4 separate regions of the Sus scrofa genome follow, and regions 2, 3 and 4 are each linked to region 1. Evidence: chromatin contacts called from public HiChIP or PLAC-seq data. All regions are on one chromosome and are shown on one strand. The core of a region is the stretch at or near the end of the contact, and the rest is flanking DNA. Distances in the headings are between cores, read along the strand shown. Region 1 overlaps C10H9orf3 (aminopeptidase O). Region 2 overlaps C10H9orf3 (aminopeptidase O). Region 3 overlaps C10H9orf3 (aminopeptidase O). Region 4 overlaps C10H9orf3 (aminopeptidase O).

Region 1 (3,420 bases), core at 352-2,851:
AAACTGAGGCTTACACAGACGAATCTATTCAAGATAAAAAAGCTAGGAGTTCCCGTCGTGGCGCAGTGGGTTAACGAATCCGACTAGGAACCATGAGGTTGCGGGTTCGGTCCCTGCCCTTGCTCAGTGGGTTAAGGATCCGGCGTTGCCGTGAGCTGTGGTGTAGGTTGCAGACGCGGCTTGGATCCCATGTTGCTGTGGCTCTGACGTAGGCCGGAGGCTACAGCTCCGATTGGACCCCTAGCCTGGGAACCTCCATATGCCGCGGGAGCGGCCCAAGAAATAGCAAAAAAAGACAAAAAAAAAAAAAAAGATAAAAAAGCTAGTAAGAGGGAGTTCCTGTTGTGGCTCAGTGGTTAACAAACCCAACTAGCGTCCATGGGGACGCGGGTCCGATCCCTGGCCTTGCTCAGTGGGTTAAGGATCCAGCGTTGCTATGAGCTGTGGTGTAGGTCACAGACATGGCTCAGATCTGGTGTTGCTATGGCTGTGGTGTAGGCTGGCAGCTACAGCTCTGATTCGACCCTTAGCTTGGGAACCTCCATGTGCCACGGGTGCGGCCCTAAAAAGACAAAAAAAACAAAAACAAAAAAAGCTAGTAAGGGGTGAAGAGGGGACTTCAACCACAGCATGAAGGACTATTGGATCGGAGAAAGAAAATGTACTTGACGACTTCGATTTGATTCTAACAGCATCGATGACCCACAAGGCATTAGCTGGGGCCATCTCCAAAGTTCTGCGGAGAGAGAAGTGAACAGAGACCACACATGTTCTGGGAAAAGGAAAAAAAGACACGTCCATCCATAACAGAGTAACCTTTCTCTTGCTAAGAAAACTAGTCTCGGGGAAACTGCGCGGGGGGGAAATGCTCTTGACGAATGAATTCTTTCTACCAAGCTACTGTTAAAATTCAACTATTGCTAAAACAACATTTTCTTGTTTATTTTGATTTTGAATTATTTCTGATATTAAGACTTACTATAATGAACTGTCTTTCTAGAAAAGGAAGTATTTTCAAATATGCTGGTAAGAGTTTTTCACAGGAAAATGTCCCACCATGAATACCACAGCAATATTTCTTTAAAGAAGTATTTAAATGATGTGTCTCATCCTCCCAGATTATTGCAAGGTTATCAAAGACAAGTAATAAGAATACTGACGGTCACACAGATTTATAAAACCTCCCTCTCTCTTCTCTGCAGCAGGGCATGACTGCAAAACAGATCTGATACAAAAAATGAAAAACGAAGAAACTACAAATACGTGTTCAAAAACTTGAACAATCGCTGATGGTTACTTCGCTCTCCTCTCGGCCTCCTGGCTAAGAATCTGAACACCAGGCCAAGGAGTCTTGCAGCAACAAGTCAGAGTTCCTCTCCTTTTTTATCTTGAACTCCATCAGGATTACGGCTGTTCCCACAAAATTGAATGTGAAGTTCAGCAAAACTAAACAAAAAACATTATCTTTCACCTTCTGTTCTGGAGCCAGGTCTGCTCCACCTTCACTTTTTCCACTGAGCCTCTCCCTAGGATGGCTCAGGATAACAATGACTTTGCATTATGCACAGGGCAGTTCTTGGGGAGCATGAGTCAGAGGCAGACGCAGACACCAACAGCGCCAGCTCTGGAAATAACGGCTGCAGCTCTTTCCTCCAGGGTGGAAGGTGGTGGTCACCAAGCCGGCCTTGCCCAAACCTCCCCTGCTGGGAGGTCAAAGGCCAGGGAAACAGGTAAAGTGTGTGTGTTCGCAGGCACGGGCACCCGAGCTGTACACGCACATCAGCAATCCTTTGTTGGAAGCAAATTCAGCATGGTTTGGATCTGTTTTGTGATAATCTGGTGCTCTATGATTAGGTAAAGCTATTGTTGACTAAGCCAGTGACTTAATCTCTAATAAAGCCTCAAGGTACGCTGAGATTAGGAACACGGGAGTATCATCTATGCCTTCTCTCCAGCGCCCTTCCTTCTGCTGGGAGCGGGGGGGGGGGGGCTCCACGAGGCTGAAACAGCTTCTCATTTGGGACGGCATCTGCCAGTTGTGTTGCAGAGAAAACCCGGGCAGCTTCTTTCCCAACCCATAATATTCCTACTCACTTTGCCCTGCCAAATGTACACAGAGTTCTGGGGAACTAAACCTTTTATGATCCAAGTTCAGCATTTATCGATACTGTTTTGTGGGTGGAGGTGGTTTGATTTGGCCTGTAAGCTAACAGCCAAGTTCAGCAAGACCGCAGAAAAACTTCCTTTTAAATGTGCAATACATCAAGGCGCGAATGCATTTAAACATGGAAAGCAGCCTTGCACTTTAGATAAAAAAAAGATAACAAACATTAAAAAATATTTGCACAGACTGAAGAAAAGGCATTTGTAAGTACCTTTAGAGCCTTCCCAAATAAAATGCCTTGTTCTCGGGTCACACTATTGTTAGATGAAAAAGAGCAAAAATATTTTCATGTCACAGCTGCTTGGTCCGTGACAAACATGACAAAAACTTCAGATAATCTGTGCCTTGTAAAGTTCACTAAAGGCAAAATTTCACACTGGCCCTAACACCCTTCCAGACACCCAGCTGTCTCACCACGAAGTCCTGCCCGCTCGGAGCCCTCAAGGTCTGACCCAGTCCACGCCCACCCAAGCCAGGATGGGAGGGTCCTCGGGAAACTCACTCTGGACGAGGTTCTAGGCCACCAGGGCTGGACTGGGAGTGCCCCGCTGCATCTCCCGGCACTTCTTTCCCGCCGCCCTCCGGTGCCTGTGCCCCACAACGTGACAACGACCAGCCACACACGCTTCTCCCCAGGAACGCAGAGCTGCTCCGCTTCTACGGCTTCTTTTGAGGAGCTGCCCAGGCAGACAGCTGGAGAGAGCAGCGCCTGGTCTCAGGCCAGCACCACGGACCTCCGCGTTCTCACATGTAAACCAAGGGTTGGAGGGACAGAGGCCACAAGACTTCGGCCGACGGCCTGACAACCCCGGTTCTGCACCGGCTTCCCAGGGGATGCGCGCATGCGCAGCAACGCGAGCGCCTAGGCACCCCCGCTCCCCCCAAGCCGTCTCCCGACTCCGTGTACTCTTGTGGCCCAGCGCACTCAAGTGCCAGGGACCTCGAGTGGCCTTCACGCTCCTCCAAATGCTTGAGCTATAATTTTTTCCGGTTATTTTAGACAGCTCCTTGCTGGTGATGATTTTGTTTTCTGAAGTTACCGGAACGCTTAGTTCTTCCCGGTGTTCCACGCAGCAGCACTGCCCAAAGATGAGCTTCCCACAACTCCGAGAACCAGGTTCTCTTTGCCATCGAGAAACATGGCCACTCAACATGACCAAGAATCATTTCAGAGAATATAAGCGTTTCAAGACAGCTGCCTGTATGAGAATTCACTTTTTGTCATGAAATACATTAAACATTGCAACCGTGCCTCC
Region 2 (3,420 bases), core at 420-2,919, 230 kb after region 1:
AGACGGGTGACTTCAAAATTTGATGTATAATCAGAAAAGTGTGGGACCTCCTGCACTAAATGGTGACCCCATCTTCTTCACAGCCATGAAGCAAGGCCCTCGGCAGTGCCTGACACCCGGCAAGTCTTCAGCCACCACCGACAGAATGAAGGCTGCATTCCACAGCCAATTTGCAAAGGACTCCGAGATACTTCTCCAAGAATCATGTCTTAGAGTGTGTTTTGACAGAGTTCCCCTCGTGGCTCAGCAGTTAATGAACCCAACTAGTATTCATCAGGACGTGGGTTCGATCCCTGGCCTCACTCAGCTGGTTAAGGGTCCAGTGTTGCCATGAGCTGTGGTGTAGGTCGCAGACTCAGCTCGGATCTGGCGTTGCTGTGGCTGTGGTGTAGGCCGGCGGCTACCGCTCCCATTAGACCCCTAGCCCAGGACGCTCCATATGCAGCGGGTGTGGCCCTAAAAAAAAACAAAAGACCAAAAAAAAAAGTACGTTTTGAGGAGGTGGTTTTCTTGAGACCACAATGGCCCCATGAAACACGCACTGTAAAGGGGAGGGGGCCTGGGTACCACATTTGAGGAAATGTTGCATAATCAGCCCTGCCTTTGAGAGGCACATGTACGCCAGGACATTAAACCAGGATAGTAAGGATATTAAAGGCTTTCTTAGAAGCCCTCCAGGAAAGACTCCCTTTCAACTTTGTTTAATCCATTCATTTCCTAAACCAATTAACCCACAGTTCCTTTTCCCACATTATTAACATTCCACACAACTAGTCTTGGAACCTATGTAGAAAATCCTGATTTAGGCTAAAAATCTCACGTTTCCTTGGAGCCAGAGAATCATCAGCATTCACCACACCTGCCCATTGATATGAGTCTGCTGAATAGCTTCCTGGCTTTGCCCATCCATCCCTTTCCAAACTGCCAGCTTTCAAGAGGCTGTTTAGAAATTGCCCATGTGTGATAGCAGCCAGAAACTTCGCCTTGACTCATTGGCGGAGCAGGGCCTCAGGGTCTCCTCTCAAGACGACACCAACTCAAAAACTAGGCTCTGCCAACCACGGTCCCCGTATCTCAGCAAACCAGCCTCGAAGGCTCACAGGAGCACCCCACGGCCTTGCGCATCCTGAGTTTTGGCTGGGGAGCCCAGCTATCATTCACGCTGTCCTGAAACGGAATTCCAAGATTTCCATTTTCGGGTGAAAAGGGGAGGAGATTATTTTCAGCAGGCTGGCTGGGAACGTGGAGGGCCGATTTGGCGTTCTGTCTTCCTGGAACGAGGTCTAGACTTTCTGAGGAGTCACCTCTATAAATAGCATGGTTAGTTAACCAAGAAATATAACATGTCCTACTTCAAGCCCCACTCCCGGGGTGAAGTCAGGGTGGGCTTTTGCAATGTGCCCACAAATCCCACAGAGCAATCCATTTTTTAAAAAGTAAAAACACTCCTCTTTTAAAGGAGTGTTTCCTCACATCTTTGGCCTTTTAAAGTTAATGCTCCTTTTTAAGAAAAGTAGCTGGGATACTCTTCCAATTACATGTGGGGGCAGTTGGTGGGGGTAAAGCAACAAGGCAATCTCTTACCCACTTTATGCAAACAGGCCTCTGGGGCTCGGATGTCAGTGGGTTCCAGCTACACACTGGCTGTTACACAACAGAGGCGATGTTCCCTGGAGCAGAGCTATTCATATACCGTGCCTCGCTCGAGACCTGTTTCTGAAGTTGGTGTTTCCCCCCAAAGGAGTCTAGCCTTAAAAGAAATAGATCTGCAGCTCTGTGCCCACATGCGTACACAACACAGTCCAAGCCAGGAGCATCTGCTCACTCCGCATAGTGGTCCGAGGAGTGAGAATCCACAAGACTGGGAATATTCCGACTCAGACAACTTGGCACATTCAAGTCCATGGTTCTTTTGCACTCAAAGGGTATATGTTCTATTCAGTTATGATGCTTCTGGAAAGAAATAACTGAGAGGAGGAAAAAAAAAAAAAAAAACAGTCTTTTCTTTGCGATGGAAAATGGAAAGGTTTGGTTGACTGGCCATCGCAGGCTCAAGCCTGGAAGAGATTAGGGGCCTGCAATGACATCAATAGAGGGAGACGATTACAAATGTAGGTAGAGGGATGATTGCTTCAGAAAGGCCTTTCAAAGGCTTGACAACTTCTCTTGAAGGATGGTCCCAATAGTGTTCTCTGAAGGCAGGGCTGCCAGTCTATGCGTGTGCAGGACAGTTCAAAGAAAACAAAACACTTAAGCGTAATCTTTTGGAGGGTGAGGAATCATGGCATAATGATGATAAAATGCTACTTCTGCATCTGACAAGCAGCACAGCTGTTTGATGGTAAGGAGAAGATTCTGGCTGAGCCAAAAGCTGTGAGTTCACTTGGCCTATGGTTCTTCAAGAGAGAGAGAGAGAGAGAGAATCGCCCCAACATACTTGTGTGATCCAGGAATTAGCCTGGTAGCGGCCTCAAAGCGTGCCCATGGTGAACCTGGACCTTTAAGTAGACTCCGTGATGTTGTGGTTCCACAGGGGGTCCTCGAAGCAAAAGTATATACCTCAGAGAGGGTCACAGAGAAGTCCTGCCCAAGTCTGAACCCCAGGCTCTGAGAGCCATCCCAGGCTGAGGCCCTTGCACTACTGTCTCTGACTTCCCAGCTCTAAGTGACTCGGGGACATCATGCATCATTCTATGCTTGTGCTGTAAAGGACAGGGCACATGCATACCTTCTCGCACTACCTGCCACAGTCAACACAACCTGATATTGTCCCAACGAACCAAATAACCACAGCCAGGGGCTTCTAGAGTCCCAGAGAAGGTGCACCTTATGAAAACCAGTTCCTATTTCAAGAAAGAGAAACGAAGATCTAGAACACATGGCAAACGGGGAAAGGCATTCTATAATACAGGAGGAAAACAGAGTCAAATAACTTTCTCAGGAAAAAAAATATGGAAATGGCAAACAAAGCAGAGGAGTTCCCGTTGTGGCTCCACGGGTTAAGAACCTGACTAGTCTCCACGAAGATACAGGTTCGATCCCTGGCCTCGCTCAGTGGCTTAAAGATCTGGCGTTATCTCAAGCCACAAGCAGTATGGGTTGCAGACACAGCTCGGATCTGGTGTTGCTGTGACTGTGGCATAAGAGTGCAGCTGCCACTCCCAGGCATCTCCTAGCCTGGGAACTTCCATATGCTGCAGGTGCAGCCCTAGAAAACAAGTCGAAACAAAACAAACAAACAAAAAAGAAACAAAATGGAGAAACGAATGCAAAGAAAGCAACACAGGGGAAGCGTGTGAGGGGCCTAAGCTACCTTGTATGGACCTGTGTACCTCGCTACCTACGGCGGCGTGTTCTGTTTGTTCATTGCTATGGCAACGACAGGGGCGCCAGTAAACAGAGGGATTAAAATTTTATAGG
Region 3 (3,420 bases), core at 676-3,175, 190 kb after region 1:
AGGTGATAAGATCAGGGAAAGAACGGTGTCCTTCCTTACGTGCCTTTTCTCAGAAATGCTCCAAAAGTTATTCCTCATATTCCCTTAGCCAGAATCTCGCCAAATGCCCTGGCTTAACCAGATTCTTGGCAAGGGGGAAAGGGACACCATGATCAACTTAGATGAGCTAGGATTAACTCATGGAAACGGGGACAGAATGCACCTTCTCAGAGACACACAGGGAGGAGTAAACAACCAAAGCCAAGGCTCTTCCATCAAGAAAGAAAGTGGGACTAGATTTTAGGCAGGCAGCCAATAGGTCAGCATCAGTTTGCATTAGAAATAGCCTGTATGGGGAGTTCCCATCATGGCTTAGAACTAGTATCCATGAGGATTCGGGTCTGAGCCCTGGCCCCACTCAGTGGGTTAAGGATCTGGGGTTGCCGTGAGCTGTGGTGTAAGTCACAGACTCAGCTTGGATCCTGCATTGCTGTGGCCGTGACATGGGCCGGCAGCTACAGCTCTGACTTGACCCCTAGTCCGGGAACTTCCATATGCCATAGGTGTGGCCCTAAAAGAAAAAAAAAAAAAAAAAAAAGAAAGAAAGAAGTAGTTAAGAGCATGTACCCTGGAGTCAGGCAGTGGGCTCAGATCTGCTGTCACTGGTTCTGTGGGCTTCAGTTTTTCTTCTTTCTGAAAAAGGAAGACTAAGAGTTCCTAACTTAGAGGGTTGCTGGAAAGATTAAATCTATAGAGTTAAGAACAGACTCTGGCATATATTAGGGCCTAATAAATGGCAGCGGTCATCTCCTTGGCCTCGGTCATAGGCTAAAATAGCTAACGAGCAGGGAACAGCTCTGTGGGGAGAAGGGCTCTCTGTGATTAGCACTGAGCACAGTGTCATGCTCAATTAGGCATTCAATAAGGTCACTGGTTTTTTTGCATATTAATAACTTAATTAAAGGGCCATTTCTTCTTATTGCTAGCAAAAAGATGTTACCCACTAAAAGTAATCACAACTGGAAATACTTCAAAAATCTATTTCTCCCTGGAAAATACATTAAGAGAAAGATAATAATAATGCTAAGTATTTATAACAAATATTTATTGCACCTTTACCATGTGCTCAAAACTGCTATAAATGCCTTAGATGCATTAGCTCATATAATCCTAAAACTAATCTTTGGAGTCAGGTTTATCAGTAAAACATTCTTAAAGCTAAACTTAAGCAAAATTTGTCTTTAAATATATAAATGTCAAATGAAAATCTGAGCAGACTAATTTCCAGTTCTAAGATATGTTATCTCCCCTACCCTTATTTTAAAATTGCTGAAATCCAGATGCATCTTATATTCAGTGTTTATGCTTACTATAATAATGTGTGTGTGTGTGTGTGTGTGTGTGTCTCATTGTTATTCTCTTGGTGACACATTTGCAAAAGGGAGGCAGCTCTGCAGTTCCAGAAGTCAGACTCCATGTTTTACTCATTAGCCCTCATTAACCAAATACATGCTGCTCAGATGCTCTGTTCCACAAAGGGCCTGAATGTGGATTAATTGCCAAAGAATTCCCCCTTTAAATTGTAGAAATTATGTAAGGCAGATAGGATCTGAAGGTTAAAGATGAAGTCATATGTCCCCAATCCTGCAGGGAGTTCATAGCCAAGCTCTGCCACTTTATTTCACTCTGGGGACCAAAGAAAGCACTAGAAATTCAAGGACACCAGTTAAATTCTGGATCTATCATTTGCTGGGTGCCACGGGCAGTTACAGAAATGCCCTGGGCTCTTGTTCTTCATCTGTTACAGGATATCAACTGTCCCTACAGAACGTCTAAGGATATTAAGAGTAACTAATGAGATTGTTTTGGTTCCAACATAACTCACATTTTCTCCCACTCATATCTGTTTCCTCTTTCACCACACACGACGGCTTCAATCTCCCACCCCATGAATGATTCAACCTATTAAGGAAACCAGCGACTCGCCTGCAGCTAATAACATAGTTCTGCTTCATTACTCCTTGAATGAATTTCATTTTCTTCAATCTTTGAGAAGAATCTATTCAATTTCAAAAAAGATAGGTGTTAACAAGAAATAGACAGCATAAAGCACCAAAGAGAGATGTCACTGAGTCCATGGCAATAGTTGTTTTTTTGTTTTTGTTTTTGTTTTTGACGGTGGCTTCTTTGACAAATGGAAGCAGTCAACATGGAATGCTCTAATCTTCCACTACCAACGCTACCATCCCACCTGCACCCACTTCCACTTCTTGGACAGTGGGGGAACCTTCTGGGTGCCCATCAAAGACCCACTCGAATTCTAGACCTCCACTCCTAGCTTCTAGCCATGCATATGGTTCCTGCCATCACCACTTGTCCTCTCATTCTCTCTTTTCTCATCAATTTCTCCCTTTTTATTCAGATCATTCTCATCAGCATACAAATATGCTCTGATATAGTCTGTCCTTAAAACATCCCCATTGGACTTCACCTCCATATCCAGCAAATTCCCTATTCCTCTGCTCTCCTTTATGGCAGGGCTCCTTCAAAGAGCTTCCTGTACTAGAGAGCTACATAACTCAACTTTTGGCACCCCTCCTCTTCTCCCCTTAACTCACCCGAGTTAAGCTTTTTTTCCCCCCACCATGCTATCACCATTGTTCTTTTTAAGGTCATCAGCGACCTACACTGGACCAAATCCTATAGTCCATTCTCAGGCCATATACTTTCACTTCCAATGGCTGGCACCCTTGGCTACCACACCTCAGTCCTCACACCTCTTCTCTTTCTCCCACCTTCCCTGATGTGCTTCTTGGTCCCATGACTTTAAATACCATCTGTATCCTAGGGAACGCCTCCAAATTTACATCTCCAACCATGAGCTGCCCTCTGAATTCCAGCTACATCTCCACTCAAGCATTTCAAACTCAACAAATTCAAAACCAATCTTGATTGTCTCCAACAACCTCGTTTTTTTCCCCCTTCTGTTTCAATAAAAGGCACCAGCATTTTGTTCCAGGTCTTAAAGATTGAAGTTGTCCCTGATTTTATCTCACGTCTTGTATAGAAGCCACTCTAAAATCTCATCAACTTGATCTTCAAAAAATATCCCGAATTTGAACACTTCTTACCTCATTCACTATTACCAACCTGTCTAAGCTCCTGTTACCTCTCACATAGATTTCTCCATTGGCTTTCTTTCTTTTTTTTTTTTTTTTGTCTTTTTGCCATTTCTTGGGCCGCTCCTGTGGCATATGGAGGTTCCTAGGCTAGGGGTGGAATTGGAGCTATAGCCACTGGCCTACACCAGAGTCATAGCAACGCGGGATCCAAGCTGTGTCTGCGACCTACACCACAGCTCACGGATCGCTAACCCACTGAGCAAGGCCAGGGATTGAACCCGAAACCTCATGGTTCTTAGTCGGATTCGTTAACCACTGT
Region 4 (3,420 bases), core at 611-3,110, 170 kb after region 1:
GTCAGAATGTAAAACAGCCAAGGGGCAAGGGTTGAGAAAACAGGATGGATTTATATTATAAACATGTTACTGTCCAGCTCTCCCATTTTCCTGGCTGGTCTGATGGTATAGCTTTATTTGATACTTTGACATGGTTGAAATGAAAGGCAACTGGCTTAACTTACCCAACTACAGGGAAGTCGATGCACTAGTACCTAAGAAGCGAGGTTCATTCTTCAAGAGAATGTTCCTTGATGTTCTGAGTCAGAACGGATCCTATCAGAGCTGTGAAGGGCCCTGGTGAGGATGATAAGGGGTGCTGACCTAGTGCCATTCCTCACCTTGGGCTGGCCGAGGTGGTAGGAAGGGGACCTTCAGCCGTCCTGGCTGAAAAAGGCCAGGTACCTTCCACGGCAGGAAAAGAGTCAGAGACAACAGGAAACCAGACAGAAAAATAAACCCATTCTTTAGAATGGGAGGTAAATTCTAATATTCTTTTAATGTAGAGTCAAAGAATTTAGGCTATGAAAAGTAGGGAGGATGCCTTGGATAAAATACTTTCTTTTCCTTCGCCAATCCTGGGGAACAGGCAGACTTATGTGTGGACTGCTGAGGCTGACATTGAAGTGACATCTGAAAGCAAACACCCCAGTGAAACTGTTATGTAAACCGAAATGGCTAGACATTCCAGGCCCTTGCAGCACAGGGCAGGCTGTGCTGACCATAGCTCGCCACCTGGAAGTAGCCAGTATTTCTCAACAGAAATAGATGGATGCAGATATCCCCTTTGATTTTACAGTAAAGATAGTATTTTATTTTATTTTATTTTGCTTTTTAGGGCCACACCCGAGACATATGGAAGTGCCCATGCTAGGAGGTGAATTGGAGCTACAGATGCTGGCCTATGCCACAGTCACAACATTGCCAGATCCTGAGCCCAATCTGCGACCGACAGCACAGCTCACAACAACGGCAGATTCTTAACCCACTGAGCAAGGCCAGGGATCAAACCTGCATGGATACTAGTTGGGTTTGTTACTGCAAAGCCCCGATGGGTACTCCTAGAGATAGAATTTTACACTGGATAAAACTGTGTAAGTAATGGTGATCTCAAGTTGTTCAAGCTTTCAGAGCAAGGCTTTATAAACTTGATAGGTAGTAACAGGAAGACTTTGCTGTTTCCAATCTGAATGGTAGGAACTAAATTTAATCAAAACAGCAGGCCACAGACTGAAAAGTATATAATATAATATGGACTAATGAGTTATTAGCTCATGTTCACTACAATGAGATTAACTCCCAACAGCATCATAATCAGATCTTGGTATTTTGCTGGGTTAGATCTACGTCCAAAGGACGTCTAGCCAGAAATAAGGTTAATGCATTTCACATTAAAATTCTGACTTAAGTTGCTTTTAAAAAAATCTTCACATTTCATAAACTGATTATGAATCATCAAACCCCTCAAAACCCCTTACATAAACAGTCTTAAAAAAAAATCCTTTTTGAACAGTAGTTAGTTACATGGATGCTGCTTGCATTTTTAATCAACCAATGAACTTTATTTGTAAAACCAAAGATATGATTTTCAAAAGCCATATAAATTTAATGTGCATCACACCAAAAAAATCTGCATATTCAAGTGAACGGCTTTAAAAAAAAAAATTCCTCAAACTAAAAACTGAAGCCATTGATCTCTTCTACCGGCTTTTCTTAAAGCAAACAATCTGAAACATTCTTTTTGAAAAGTGGCTTCACTGATGCTTGTTATATTTTTAATCAACCAATAAGCTTCATTTGTAAAATGCAAGACTTGGCTTACTAATGCCATGAGGCCTGGGCAGAATCATCAGAGAGCGGAGCCCTGCATTTCCTTTGTGCATGAGAGTTAATAGGATTAGGGCTTGAAGAATTGAATAAAACCCTGAGCTGGTTAAGATGGATGTATCACATTTCAGGGTTCCCGTTTCATAACCGGCATGCCCCGCATTTCATAAAATAAAACATGCTGGGGAGCTTATTTAAATGGTTCTTCAGGAATACGCTGATTTCAGAAACTTTAAAAGGAAACGAGTGTCCATTTCCTTGAGCCATATGGCTTTCTGTGTACTCAGCCTGCTCGGTTTTTTGGCGTGCTCCTGCTTCACAGTCAGCCATTCTCAGCTCTGGTCCAGTTACGTGGAGAAGGGAGGACACATTTTTGTGCCCAGAGAATTTCTGTGTATGATTTGATAGTCTCTAATTTTCACAACGATGCCATCTGCACTGGCCTTCAGCAGCTGTGAATATGAATATAGCCAATCGAACCTCAGACGCCAAAGACCTGTTATCTTCCTGCAGATCATGTAATGGAACTGGGGGTCTGCTGCTTTCTGCTATCAAGGTGGTTATTATCAAGTATAATTTGTGGTTGGAAATGTTTGGCATTCCTGTCTAGCAGTAGCCCAGAATGTTTAGAATAGATTTTTACATAGGAGTTCAAACATCTGTCCGTTTCAGGTCAGAATTTCTGTGAGAACTTAAGCGTATAGTATCTAAACAAATGCAGCTGTCCCAGATTAAATGGGAATGGTTTCTTGCATTACGATGCCAAGAAAGGGTCAAGTTTAAAATTAAGACTATAAGAAGAAGCTTAAGAATGATAAGCAAAAGGTATTCTCATTCTACAAAATGCCAGGTAATGTTACCAATTAAGAGCTGGACTTGAAGGCTGTTTAAGCACTATCCGGGCAAAAGACTCCTTTAATTAGCAGTTTATAACACCAATTTGCCTAGGGATTAAAATGCAGCATTACAATTTCATTATCGATTCCTTTCATTTGCAATTCCTCTATTACAGGAAGCCAGTTTGAAGTGAAAAGTGCTTAGTAAATGAGAGCTGTATATAAAACTGCAAAGAAATAGAACGTCAAATTTTGGAAAGGAAGTCGAAAAAGATTATTAAAACAAGCTGTGATGATCTTAACAAAGACACACAGAACCTGTTACTAGGAAGAGTTGTTTGGTCAAATTTCCTGTTTTTTCCTAAGTCCTGGTTTGTTTTAAACATGTCGTCAGCGCACAGTTTATTGCTTCTGATTAACGTCTCTACATGTAAAATCAAGAACTGTTCTCCCGGACTTCTTATTTAAAGATTTTCTAAACAATAAGGATTTTCTCTTTCTTCCCCAGACTGTGGTCTTCACCCTAATTAAGCGCTGATTAGCCGTGGATCAAAATAGTTGAAAATTAATATTAGAAACTAGAAAGTTACCCAAGCATGGGTTAATGAAAGTGTTGGAAAATGAGAATTTCATAAAATGTCACTTTATTCCTAAGCAATTTTACTGCAAGAGTCTAGAAATCACCTTGGAATGCTACAAAGCACCTCAAATCAAAGCCACACTAGTGTTGAGGATCGATCTTTGTCCTGTTGTGTTCGCTTAAAAAAAAGAAAAACGT

Evidence for each region. HiChIP or PLAC-seq counts read pairs in DNA pulled down with a chosen protein or histone mark.
Region 2: a contact with region 1 is called in an H3K27ac HiChIP or PLAC-seq map of skeletal muscle. The contact joins two enhancer-like sites. A contact is called at or near these places in 4 of 47 Hi-C or Micro-C datasets (embryonic fibroblasts, fibroblasts and heart right ventricle) and 2 of 2 datasets of contacts at active chromatin or transcription factors (alveolar macrophages and skeletal muscle).
Region 3: an H3K27ac HiChIP or PLAC-seq map of alveolar macrophages shows a contact between it and region 1. The contact joins two enhancer-like sites. A contact is called at or near these places in 2 of 2 datasets of contacts at active chromatin or transcription factors (alveolar macrophages and skeletal muscle).
Region 4: an H3K27ac HiChIP or PLAC-seq map of skeletal muscle shows a contact between it and region 1. The contact joins two enhancer-like sites. A contact is called at or near these places in 11 of 47 Hi-C or Micro-C datasets (adipocytes, alveolar macrophages, embryonic fibroblasts and 7 more) and 2 of 2 datasets of contacts at active chromatin or transcription factors (alveolar macrophages and skeletal muscle).

The regions. Positions count from the first base shown.
Region 1 is chr10:27,143,665-27,147,084 of Sscrofa11.1, forward strand. All of the region lies in intron 14 of C10H9orf3 (aminopeptidase O), which reads right to left. Among named protein-coding and RNA genes, the nearest start is that of MIR23B, 65 kb to the left of the region's middle. Within about 2 kb of position 1,602, at least 39 of the 83 cell types and tissues checked have an H3K27ac peak or open chromatin away from gene starts, as enhancers often do. A contact at or near this core is called in alveolar macrophages, embryonic fibroblasts, liver and 1 more, where this site is marked.
Region 2 is chr10:27,368,717-27,372,136 of Sscrofa11.1, forward strand. All of the region lies in intron 5 of C10H9orf3 (aminopeptidase O), which reads right to left. Among named protein-coding and RNA genes, the nearest start is that of C10H9orf3, 100 kb to the right of the region's middle. Within about 2 kb of position 1,670, at least 13 of the 83 cell types and tissues checked have an H3K27ac peak or open chromatin away from gene starts, as enhancers often do. A contact at or near this core is called in embryonic fibroblasts and skeletal muscle, where this site is marked.
Region 3 is chr10:27,328,961-27,332,380 of Sscrofa11.1, forward strand. All of the region lies in intron 5 of C10H9orf3 (aminopeptidase O), which reads right to left. Among named protein-coding and RNA genes, the nearest start is that of C10H9orf3, 140 kb to the right of the region's middle. Within about 2 kb of position 1,926, at least 2 of the 83 cell types and tissues checked have an H3K27ac peak or open chromatin away from gene starts, as enhancers often do. A contact at or near this core is called in alveolar macrophages, where this site is marked.
Region 4 is chr10:27,310,856-27,314,275 of Sscrofa11.1, forward strand. All of the region lies in intron 5 of C10H9orf3 (aminopeptidase O), which reads right to left. Among named protein-coding and RNA genes, the nearest start is that of C10H9orf3, 160 kb to the right of the region's middle. Within about 2 kb of position 1,861, at least 21 of the 83 cell types and tissues checked have an H3K27ac peak or open chromatin away from gene starts, as enhancers often do. A contact at or near this core is called in liver and skeletal muscle, where this site is marked.